Linked DNA regions of Mus musculus: region 1 is linked to region 2. Evidence: chromatin contacts called from public HiChIP or PLAC-seq data. All regions are on one chromosome and are shown on one strand. Each heading gives the region's core, a stretch centred on a gene start, on an enhancer-like site or on the middle of the called end of the contact. The rest is flanking DNA. Distances are from core to core; before and after follow the strand shown. Region 1 overlaps Fggy (FGGY carbohydrate kinase domain containing). Region 2 has its middle 94 kb from the start of Gm32240.

Region 1 (5,167 bases), core at 1,130-3,629, 400 kb after region 2:
TATAATAAAATAAAAAAGCTATCAATTTGAGAGAAAGCTAGGAACAGGAGGACATGGAAGGAATTGGAGGGATATTGTTTTAATTAGCTTACTCTTTCATATATTACATCCTGACAGCAGTTTCCTCTCCCTCCCTCTGCTCACCCACCACCTCCATCATCTCCCCCACCTCTTCCATCTTCATCCACTCCTCCTCTGTTTTGGTTCAGAAAAAGGTAGGGTTCCCAGGGCTATCAATTAAACATGGCATATCAAGTTACAATACGTTAGGTACTTCCCCTCATATTAAGTCTGGATGAGGCAGTCCAGTAAGAGGACAAGGGCCCCAAAAGTAGGAAAAAGGATCATAAATACCCCTCCCTTTGTTAAGAGTCCCACAAAACACCAAGCTACACAACTATAGCATATATGGACAGGGCCTAGGTTAGAGCCATGCAGGGTCCCTGATTGTCCCTTCAGTCTTAGTGAGCCCCTTTGAGTCTATGTTGATTCTCTGGCTTTTCTTGTGATGCTCTCAACTCCCCCTGGTTCGAACAATCCTTCCCTTCTTCAGCAGGATTCCCTGAACTCTGCCTAATGTTTGGCTGTGGGTCTCTACATCCAGTTCCATCAATTGCTGGATGAAGTCTCTCTGATAACAATTGGGTTAGGCACCAATCTGAGTATAGCAGAATGTCAGTAGCCATCATTTCACTGACTTATTTTCCTAGTCATGTTTGGTTCTATCCTAGTTTCTGGGCCTTCTGACCTCTGGTTTCTGTTCCTCCAGGCACTGTGTCATGGATGTGCTCCCTCTCATGTTATGGGTCAGGTCTCAGGCTGGACCAGTTATTGGTTGACTATTCCCACAATTTCTATGTCATCTTTACCCCAGCACATCATGCTGGCAGGACGGATTGTAGGTTGAAGGTTTTACAGCTGGGTTGGTATATGAAGCCTACCACTGGAAGTCTTGCCTGGTTACAGGAGATAGCAGGTTCAGGAAAAATATTCCCTATTACTAGTAGTATTAGCTAGGGCCATCCTAATAGATTTTTGGGAGTTTCCATTGCCCTAGGTTTCTCCCCTGCCCCCAAATTGCCTCCCAACTCCAGTTGTCTCTTTTGGTGGGATATATTTATTCGGTGTACATGTATAGTCCTCCCTTTTTATTTAAAATACAGGAAATGGGAAAATGCAGATTCCCTATGGTTTGTGTGTAACTTAGTGGTTACTTAGTGGTTATGGTTTGTAAACTTAGTGGTTACGTAGATTAACTAGAGTGTTAGGTTGCTGAGGTTGACTAAACCAAGCAGATGTTCATGCATTGTATATCAATCGCTTCAAGGTGATTTCTTAATATTAATCTAATTTTCCTAACCAGTCTTGGTAGGTAATATTGTATCATTATACTAATGAAGAAACTACAGTGCAGGGCATTCTGGTGTTCAAGGTCATAGGTTTAAAAAGCCATAGATTCTGGAATCTCATAGGCCAGAGGTTCAGTTCAAGAGAGCTCAGATTGCATTTGAAGACATGTGTTTTCCTCGGAGCCTCACAGTTAAAACGCCACAGCAATGCAGGTAGGGAGTGGTATCATTAGAGGAGCAGGGACCTGGATATAGCAATCAGTGTGAAACAGTTGAACAGGCTGAGTTTGACTCACCTCCTGAAATCACCTTTCCCAAGACAAGCATGGTAGGCATTCAGCAAGATTTTAATTCCAGGCCGCCTGTCACTCAAGCACATTGGTGCTGATTGGAAGAGACCTCTCACCTTCACTTATGAATCCTCTTTCTGAGTACCACCGCAGAAGCTGAGGAGATGGCTCCTGACATTCCTGGAAAGAAGGAACAGAATATTTCCTTGAGAGGCTGAACTAGTAGTTTTAATCACATCAAGTACACAATTAGTTTACTTTTCCTTTCTCTGAAGGCTATTCGCCTAGGACTTGCATCTAGATCCTGTGCACACTAGATGCTATGTCATCATTGTCATTCATTTAGAGAGGGGTTCATCCAGCATTCTTGAGAGGCTTCTCCTGTGCCCCACTAGCTTTTGCATTGCATGTGACATGTCATCACTCTTATGCCTCACTTTCATGGTCACGCAGAAGGTAAGTGGTGACCTTGGTGTCTGAGGTGACCTACCCCTGTCTCCATGGTTCTTCTGTGGTTTCTTTCCCTCAACCCCATTCTGTGAGTTTTGACTTCTAGATACCCATGACCTTTTAAGTTTCTCAGCACAGATCAACCTTTCTGAGAATCCACAACAGGGGGCTGCTGTGATGAGTTTGTCGGGTCACTAGTTGACTAATGACTTTCTTTAAGGCCTTCTGGCAGGCGCTGCCTTGCCTTGAACTTTATTGATCCCAGAAGTTTGCCTGCCACTCAGGCAGCCTCTGCAGGTTCTGGGAGGTAATGAGTCATGGATCCACCTACTCTGTGACCCATCTCCTCTTGTGGTGAGCAGAATGAAGATCATCTCTTTGTGGTATCATAAAACTTAGAGAATGACATTAAAATTCTGTTAAATTTTCATACCATTTTACCTGTAGAAATATACAACGTATGGGAGGGGAGAGCAAACCAAATACCCCTATTGGTGTTCTTCCCTGCTGTTCCTATTTCAGAAGCTACTTAAGGGACAAGGTAATGATTTTATGAGGCTTATTAATACTTCATGTTCTTTGCCCCTCCTCCTGCCCTTTTCTGTCAAGGACTTTGTATCTTGGCTTTAAACTGAAGCAACTCAGCTGCCAGCACGTTGTTAAAAGCAAAATCTTTGCAGTGTCTTGCTTGTTCTGTGATGCACACCATGCACAAAGGTCTGAGGTTGACTCTTGCTACTGGGGGAAAACAGTGTTTATTTTCCAGACTTACTTTGGGGTAACTGTTGGGGAGCTAGACTAACATGAGTTTGCAACCTGATGCTGCCTTGTACTACCAAACCAGTACTTAACCTGTGTGGGGTTCAAAGGGCAAGCAGTATATCTGCTTGGTAACTTCAGTGACTTCATATAAAGCCTTTTAAAAATTGAACTAAAATATATTTGCATTATCCTTCCCCATTCACCATTCTGTTCCCCCATGTCCAACCTGAATTTATGGATTCTTTTTCTTCAGCCTTTGTATAGACATAGGAACAAATCATCATATAAATACAGCCTGCAGAGTTCTTTCAGTGTTACATATATATGTTCATATTATGAATATATACGTACATATATATTCATATTTCTAGTGGTGAGTACTTAGCATTGGATAACCACACAGGGGACTAATCCCTGGGAAAGACCAATTCTCCCTATCTCATCAGTTTTTAATCGCATTTACCTCTTCATCTAGGCATGGGACCTGGTGAGATTGCTCCCATCTGCATTGTGATGCCAACTGTTGTTTGAATTGTTCAAGTCCTGATTAAGAACATGCTGTTGTGATTTCATTAGTGTAGTTTTTTCTGTAATAGCTAGAAGGCACAATCTTATAGCAACCTTCATGGATTTATGGCTCTTAAAATACTTTCATGTTTTTTTCCTCAGGGTTTCCTGAGACACAGGTGCAGGAGGTTTTTTGTTTGTTTGTTTGTTTGTTGTTGTTGGTTTTTTTTTTTTCTGGTTTATCAGCTGGCGATAGGCACCCTAGTATCAGTTGTTCATTTTAACCATTTGGGCTTTTTTTATAATGGTCCCCTGCTGTTGCAAAAAAAACCAAGTGTTTTGATGGTTGTTAAGATCTATGCTTATCTGTCCATGTGCAGATAAGTATTTAGACTACAGTTAGGAATTAAACTTGTTTACCACAATGGATCTTGTAGGTCCTCGTCTAAGATCCATGGCCTCACAAGCCAGGTGCAGTTGACTAGTTTTCCCACCTGCTAAGCAGGCCTTGAGTACAGTTAGATGGCTATTAGTTACCACCAAGATATAAATGTCACTGTTGCACTTTTAGGGAAGTCTTGTCATGTGGGTCATTGGTGTGGTTTATGGGCATTATAGCTGGGTAAGACTATTTCTTTCCTTCCTTAGAAGCTTGCATATTACCTTCTAGTGCTGTGAAAGTTAGTTCTTCCCTGAGGCTCTCTTAATGTGTCATTGATGGGGTAGATCTTGTCTGGTATAAGAACACAACCAATCAATCTCTCTCTCTGTCTCTCTCTCTCTCTCTCTCTCTCTCTCTCTCTCTCTCTCTCTCTCTCTCTCCTCTCTTTAATAATGACTTTCATTTTTTTTCTGTTTCACATAGATATCACATTGAGCAACTTCCACAATGTCCCTTAACCCCTTTGCTACATTGAGTATGCAAAGCAAACTGGAGACTCATTTGTAGTGGGCTTGTGAGCACTAATAAATTCATCTCACTTCATTTTGTGTTCACCCTTGGATTCATTTACTCTTTAGTCTATTTTATTTTTTATTGTCTTTGCGTTCTTGTTATAGGCTGCTAGAGCATACTCAATGGCACATAGCAAATAGAAAACAATTCAGAATATGAGTGCTTAGTAAATACCTTACAAATAGTATTGGTCTATGCTGGGGAAGTAGGTAAGGATGGATGTCAGCAGTGGGACTGTCATCGGATGCTGTGGATATGTGTTACCATCTTTAGAGAGGGAATAGAAATGGATGTGAGAAAGCTTTGAGCAATTCCAGCTCATGAAAGACAAGGCTGAGGGTGCCTGCAGATATCTGTAAAAGCCATCAATATAGCCAGACCAGGAATGTTTACAGTGTGGAGGAAGGGTCTCTGTGGTTGTAAGCAGAGGGAGGTGAAGACTGAAAACTGTCTGCTTATACAGTGACATGTGTGTGTGTGTGTGTGTGTGTGTGTGTGTGTGTGTGTGTGTGTGTGTAGGGGTGTACCAATCTGTATATGCTCCATGATACTACAGACTAGGGCATTTATGAACACTAGTACTCTGTGTCTCCCAGTTTTGGAGACAATCTACTGGGGTCTGATATTGGTTGACTTTCTGTGTTCTCACAGGGAGAAAGACAGGATAAGAGAGTAAACTCATCACTCCAGACTGTTTACATATGAGCATTAATGCACTCATCCATATCCCTAAAGGCCCTTTCTCATCAGTTTTTTTTCTGGATATTAAGTTTGCAACACATCAATTTTAGTGGCCATATTCAGGTTATAGGAGAAACTTTAGTGAAAGCTACTTTATTTTAATAGCAGGGCAG
Region 2 (5,133 bases), core at 2,428-4,927:
GTTTCTCACTAGTCTGGAACTCATCAAGTAGGCTATGCTGCCCGGGATTCTCCTGTCCTTGCCTTTCTAGCGCGGGCATTGTATACACCACTGGGGTATGTACCATTATGCCTGGCTCTTTGTACATGGGTAATTGGGGTTGAACTCTGCTCTCCATGCTTACAGAGTGCAAGCACTTAAATGAGTTATCTCCCAGTCTTCAGCTCCTCACGTGAAATGTTTTCTTCATGATTTGCCAACAATTGATATGTATATTCAGTTTTTTATTTATTTGCTATCCAACTCCAATAATCTAATGGCACAATTTTCTTCTTCCAATAGCTAGTAGGTGTTTTATAACCATTCAGTGAATGGTTGAACAAGACATAAATGGAAAACAGGGGGTGGGGACTACATATTTTGTCACAGGCTCTGTGCTCAGTCTTAGGTATATACAACCTATGATATAGAAGTGCAGTGGCTAAAGGATGGAATGGACATTCATTTTGAAGCTCTGGCTCCTGATGTTGTGCATACGGCAGGCACTCTTTAAGGCCTCCTGAGCCCCATTCTGGATGCCTTTGGAAGCATCATCTTGTGGATGTTGCTAGAGCAGGCTATTAGCCCTCTGCTTTGTGATGCTGAGTTGTATCTAACACATGTCCCTGGGGCTGCCCAGGAGGCAAGACATGCCCCATGTAACTGTGATCTCACCTGAGGCATCCTGCTAACTGTGGAAGACAAAGCAGATTGAACACATGCAAGAAGCCAGTTTACCAAGGAGCTCAGACATATACTGCTGGGAGAAACTGCTAGACACAGGGCACAGGTGGTGGGGGGTCAGGCTATGAAGAAGTGATCAAAACTTGTACAAGTCAAGGGTCTGTCTTAAATACCAGTCAAGAACAAAGTAAATTTTAGCACAAATTTGTCCACATATTTAGATTTCAAAACTTTTTTGGGGGGTAGGGTTTGGGGTAATTTATACAATATTGTTGAGGTCAGACAATCTTCTGTGATCTTCTAGATCCCTGTAACCTGGAAAAACAAACCAACAATCTTCTTAGACCCAGGTTATATGATGTCAGGAAGGAAGGTGAGGTTTACATGTATTGATCCAAGTAATCACTTTTTGAGTTTTCTCCAGTGAGTTCAGAAGATAGGAGATGAGAGCAGGGACCAGCGTGAGGACCACTGAAGAGCTTTAGAAACAGAACCTAGGGCATGACTGCCCCTGTCATCCCAGGGTATTCTGCTCCTGCCCTTATTTTCCAGGTTCCCTCTGGGGAGACGTTGGAGGAGTTGGGCCACTCTGTACTATGCTTGGGTATACGCTGGAAACTGAGCCTAGACTCATTTGCGTGTGAAGCAAGATCTGCTACCAAAGCTTTATTTCTAGCCCTCCTTTAAGTTTTTAAGTTTTGAAATAGGGTTTCAGAAAAGTATTCTAGCTAGTTGAAATTCACTCTGTTCACAAAGCAAGTCTGGAACTTGCAATCCTCTTGCCTTGGTCTAAGCAGCAAGACTTAGGTTAGCAAGGTTATTTGTCAGGCCTGGCCATTCCTGTTTTGAAACTGACTCCATGAAGCTTTCTGTGTCAATCTTATGCCCCAGGTAGACAAAGCAATAATCACATCAGTGAGTATTCCGGAGGGGAAGCTCGGCTCCTGCCCTTAGATGTGGATTTCTAGATAAAATATAAGAAACCCAGTTAAACCCAAAGTTCAAATAAGCATTGAAAAAAAACAGAAGAAATGACATTATGCTGCCTCCCAGGAGCCCACAGAACCATGCTGTCCACACAACCCAGATCCTCAGAACTGTTTGTAGCCCTGAAAGGCATTGGCGCTCTGGATCGCGATGACCGTTGACTCTAGCATGTGACTGGGGTTAGAATGACTGCCTGCATTACCAGCAGCCCAGATTCAAGCCACGCAAAGAAGAAACAACTGCTGCTTTTTGATGAACCTGATAACCCAGCTAAAAGATGAACCTAACCATGAAATTCTCTAAATGTGATCGGAAGGACTTAGAAACTTTGGGAGCACCCTGAAGTGTGTGCTTAGCTGCTTTCAGCAACTCTCAGATGTACACCAGACCCTTCATTTTGGGTCTCTTGGCCCCAATCTCTTAAACATGCTGCTGCTTTCTACATGCCCTTTGATTTGCATACTGTCTTCTACTACTCTCCCCAAGTTCCTCCCTTAGCTGGTCACCTGACATTTAAGCATTGAAACTCCACTGACCAATACCTCTACTACAAGCTTCCTAGGGCATCTCCTCCACCTGCATGGAGGGGGTTGGGTATTTGATAACAGACACACATCTGCTGCTTTCAAACTACTTCTTTTTGCTGTTCACCTACTTTTCACCTATATGAAGATCTTCTGGGGGATAAGTCATGCCCTGCTCATCCTCTCCAGCCTCATCTTTTCTAAGACAGTAGCGCCGGAGGAGCAGTAGTACCAACTTTGGTAGAAACACACTCTCAGGCCCTGCCCAGAACCACTGATGGGGAAACCCTAGCAATTGGGTCAGAAAGCTCTACCCAGTCCTGTTGCAGCCTGAGAACTGCAGGCCTGTAAGTCTCCCACAGATCTGTCCTGAGGTGCTGAGATAGCTTTCAACACAGCTTTGTTGGATTTTTCTAGCTGCCTTTCACTCTACTGCAGAATTATCTTTTTATATCATGCAAGAGTTCTGCTTTGAAGCCTCCAGTGGCTTCCTCTTGCACGTAGAATTCAGTTCAGCTCCTCCGGTGCCCTATAAGTCCCTCCATGATCTGGTACCCGTAGCTACCCTCCATCCATTCTCAGCTTTCTGGATTGTTTTGGCTTCTTGGACCCTCATCACTCCTCCCTCAACTCAAACCATGTACTAGGGCAAGTGGACAAGTTGACCTGAACCACTTATCCAATTCTTGAGGAAAAGTGGTCAGGGGGAAAGACAAATACGCACAAGTAATCTGGTAGTTTCTAAAAATCAAGGCAATTGAAATAGCAGTGGTGAGTTTCCCTTGGGGGCCTTCCATCTGCAGTCATTACAAACTTTGTTCCTAAAGGTCAAAGGTGTGGGTTTTTCTTTTTAAACCTTTGCTCTCTAGGTTTCTCATCACCCAAACCCATGTCTCCTTTGTTGGCTTGAGATCATGTCCACCTTGTGGGGATGATAGGAGGAACAGATAGTATACAGAAAGCTCCCATAGTCCGCAGGGGACTTGTTCTAAGATGCTACAATGCCTAAAAGTACAGACAGCATGGAAGTATGGGTGTGCAAGGTTTTCCCACACAGACACACCCACAATAAGGTTCAGCTTTCAAATTAGGCCCAGTAAAAGATGAACAATTACAGATAGAACAGAACAATTATAACAGCAGGCTGCTGCCAATGTAGGAAGTGTTTCTAAGTCCTCTGTTTAGTGTTTTCAGATGGAGGCTGACTGCAGGTTCCTCAGCACCCAGGGAATAACCCCAGTGTTTGAGCCAAGGCATCGGATGGGAAGCGTGCCCCTGACAGGCCAGACTCCACAGTACCACACTCACTAACCTCTGAGGCAGCTGGAAATCTGGATACTGTGAGGAGCAGCAGTGTGAAACTAAGTACATCCTAAAAGCTCTGAAGCCTTGGGGGAAGACAGGGTTGGGCCAAAAGAGAAAGGAAAGTGCCCCTACTGCTGAGAAATCTCCCTCAGGGGGTGTCCAGCGAAAGCGAAAGTGGAACCCCTGCCAGTCAGATTTACCAGAAGGGCAGTGGGGCTTATAGAAGCCTTTCAGAAAAAGCAACAGCTGAGCAGGAAACCAGGCAGTTTCTGAGAAACCAGGAACTTCAGGCTAGAGTCTGGCAACTCTTGTTTACAAACCCCAGGACCACCTGCACCCAGATGTGTTAGCCACAGAGTGGGTCATGGTGCTCTGGGAACAGTATTCTGAAGCAAGGAAACTGGAGCAAAAGCCAGGGTCACTTCTTCAGGACCCAGGACTCCCAAATTTTGGAAAAAAACAGCATAGTTGTGGCTGCTGGGAGAGGATGGGAGACAACTGGACCTGAGTGAGTGGAGCCTTCAGTCAGTTCTCATTCAAGAATAGATCTATTTATTTACTTAATTTATACAAACCTGCTATAATAAAATGAATAATGGATGCTCACTGAGTGTCAAGTACAAGTCAGGGCAGCATGCTAACTACTTCAGCATACTCAGAGCAAGTGCCCGAGGTCCCACTCTTATTTGTACTTGCAGATTGGGAAACTGAGGCTCAGAGTGATAACCAAGTCACATCCCAGCTAATTCACAGAACTAGGACTTGTCTACTAATTGGTGCTGTGCTCATAGTCATTATGTCTAATGAGGCTCAAGTGTAATTGCCTGTGCTGAAGTCAGAGGTTGGCACAGAGAGCAGTGATCATTTATTAACCTCTAGATCTGCAGTGCCTGGGTCCCAGCCCAGCATGTGATAGCTGCTTCCTAATGTGAGCAACTCATGAGCAAAAACAGAAGACTCAAGAAACTACAGACCCAGTCTAACTTCCTGGACCCAGAGTACCAGGGAACAGAAAAAAATGTGGATGTAGAGGGCCTTGAAGGATATCCTACACCTACCTAAGGACTACAGAGAAGATTTCAGCAAGGTGAAGTTGGCAGCAGGCATCCCAATGAGGAAAGAATCTGTGGTCATATTGTCAGGAATGCTTCGAGTGTTCTCATCGATTTGACATAGCAAAGAGGGATGGAGTAAATCAATGATGATGAAGGAGAGAGAAGGAGCAACAAGATCTGGGTCTTAGGAACCTGGGGAGAGGGTACCCTTCTGAAATCACCAAGGACCACTGAAGACAGTAGAGCAGGAACATGACTGAGGGGGACTTGCCTCGAGGGGCAATTCATTGTCCTAACTATAGTGTAGTGACTTATTTGAGGAAGAAAGGGCTAGAGATGGGGGAGCCCCTTGGGAACAAGGATGAAGGTTTGAACAGGTAGAATCCATCCTCCTGGAAGAAGATGAAGACATATTGGACCTGCAGGTGCGACAAGGCCTAAACTTGTTCCCCACTTGTCTTTCAAGGCAAGTATAGAGCTGGGATGACTACTGGTCAGCCAACAAGGCAAACTCAATGTTAAAGGTGAGAGTATGTTCACAGGGTCTCGGGGAGCATTCT

What was found. HiChIP or PLAC-seq counts read pairs in DNA pulled down with a chosen protein or histone mark.
Region 1: a CTCF HiChIP or PLAC-seq map of CD8 T cells shows a contact between it and region 2, with 7 read pairs. The contact joins two enhancer-like sites. A contact is called at or near these places in 3 of 15 datasets of contacts at CTCF or cohesin (CD8 T cells, large pre-B cells and pro-B cells), 13 of 484 Hi-C or Micro-C datasets (the CH12 cell line, Th1 cells, adipose-derived mesenchymal stem cells and 7 more), 4 of 115 datasets of contacts at active chromatin or transcription factors (the 230-238 cell line, CD8 T cells, the NIH/3T3 cell line and 1 more) and 1 of 9 other capture datasets (embryonic tail).

Annotation. Positions count from the first base shown.
Region 1 is chr4:95,705,997-95,711,163 of GRCm38.p6, forward strand. All of the region lies in intron 6 of Fggy (FGGY carbohydrate kinase domain containing), which reads left to right. Among named protein-coding and RNA genes, the nearest start is that of Fggy, 150 kb to the left of the region's middle. Within about 2 kb of position 2,380, at least 13 of the 459 cell types and tissues checked have an H3K27ac peak or open chromatin away from gene starts, as enhancers often do. A contact at or near this core is called in CD8 T cells, where this site is marked.
Region 2 is chr4:95,299,839-95,304,971 of GRCm38.p6, forward strand. No RefSeq gene overlaps it. Among named protein-coding and RNA genes, the nearest start is that of Gm32240, 94 kb to the left of the region's middle. Within about 2 kb of position 3,678, at least 135 of the 459 cell types and tissues checked have an H3K27ac peak or open chromatin away from gene starts, as enhancers often do. A contact at or near this core is called in CD8 T cells, where this site is marked.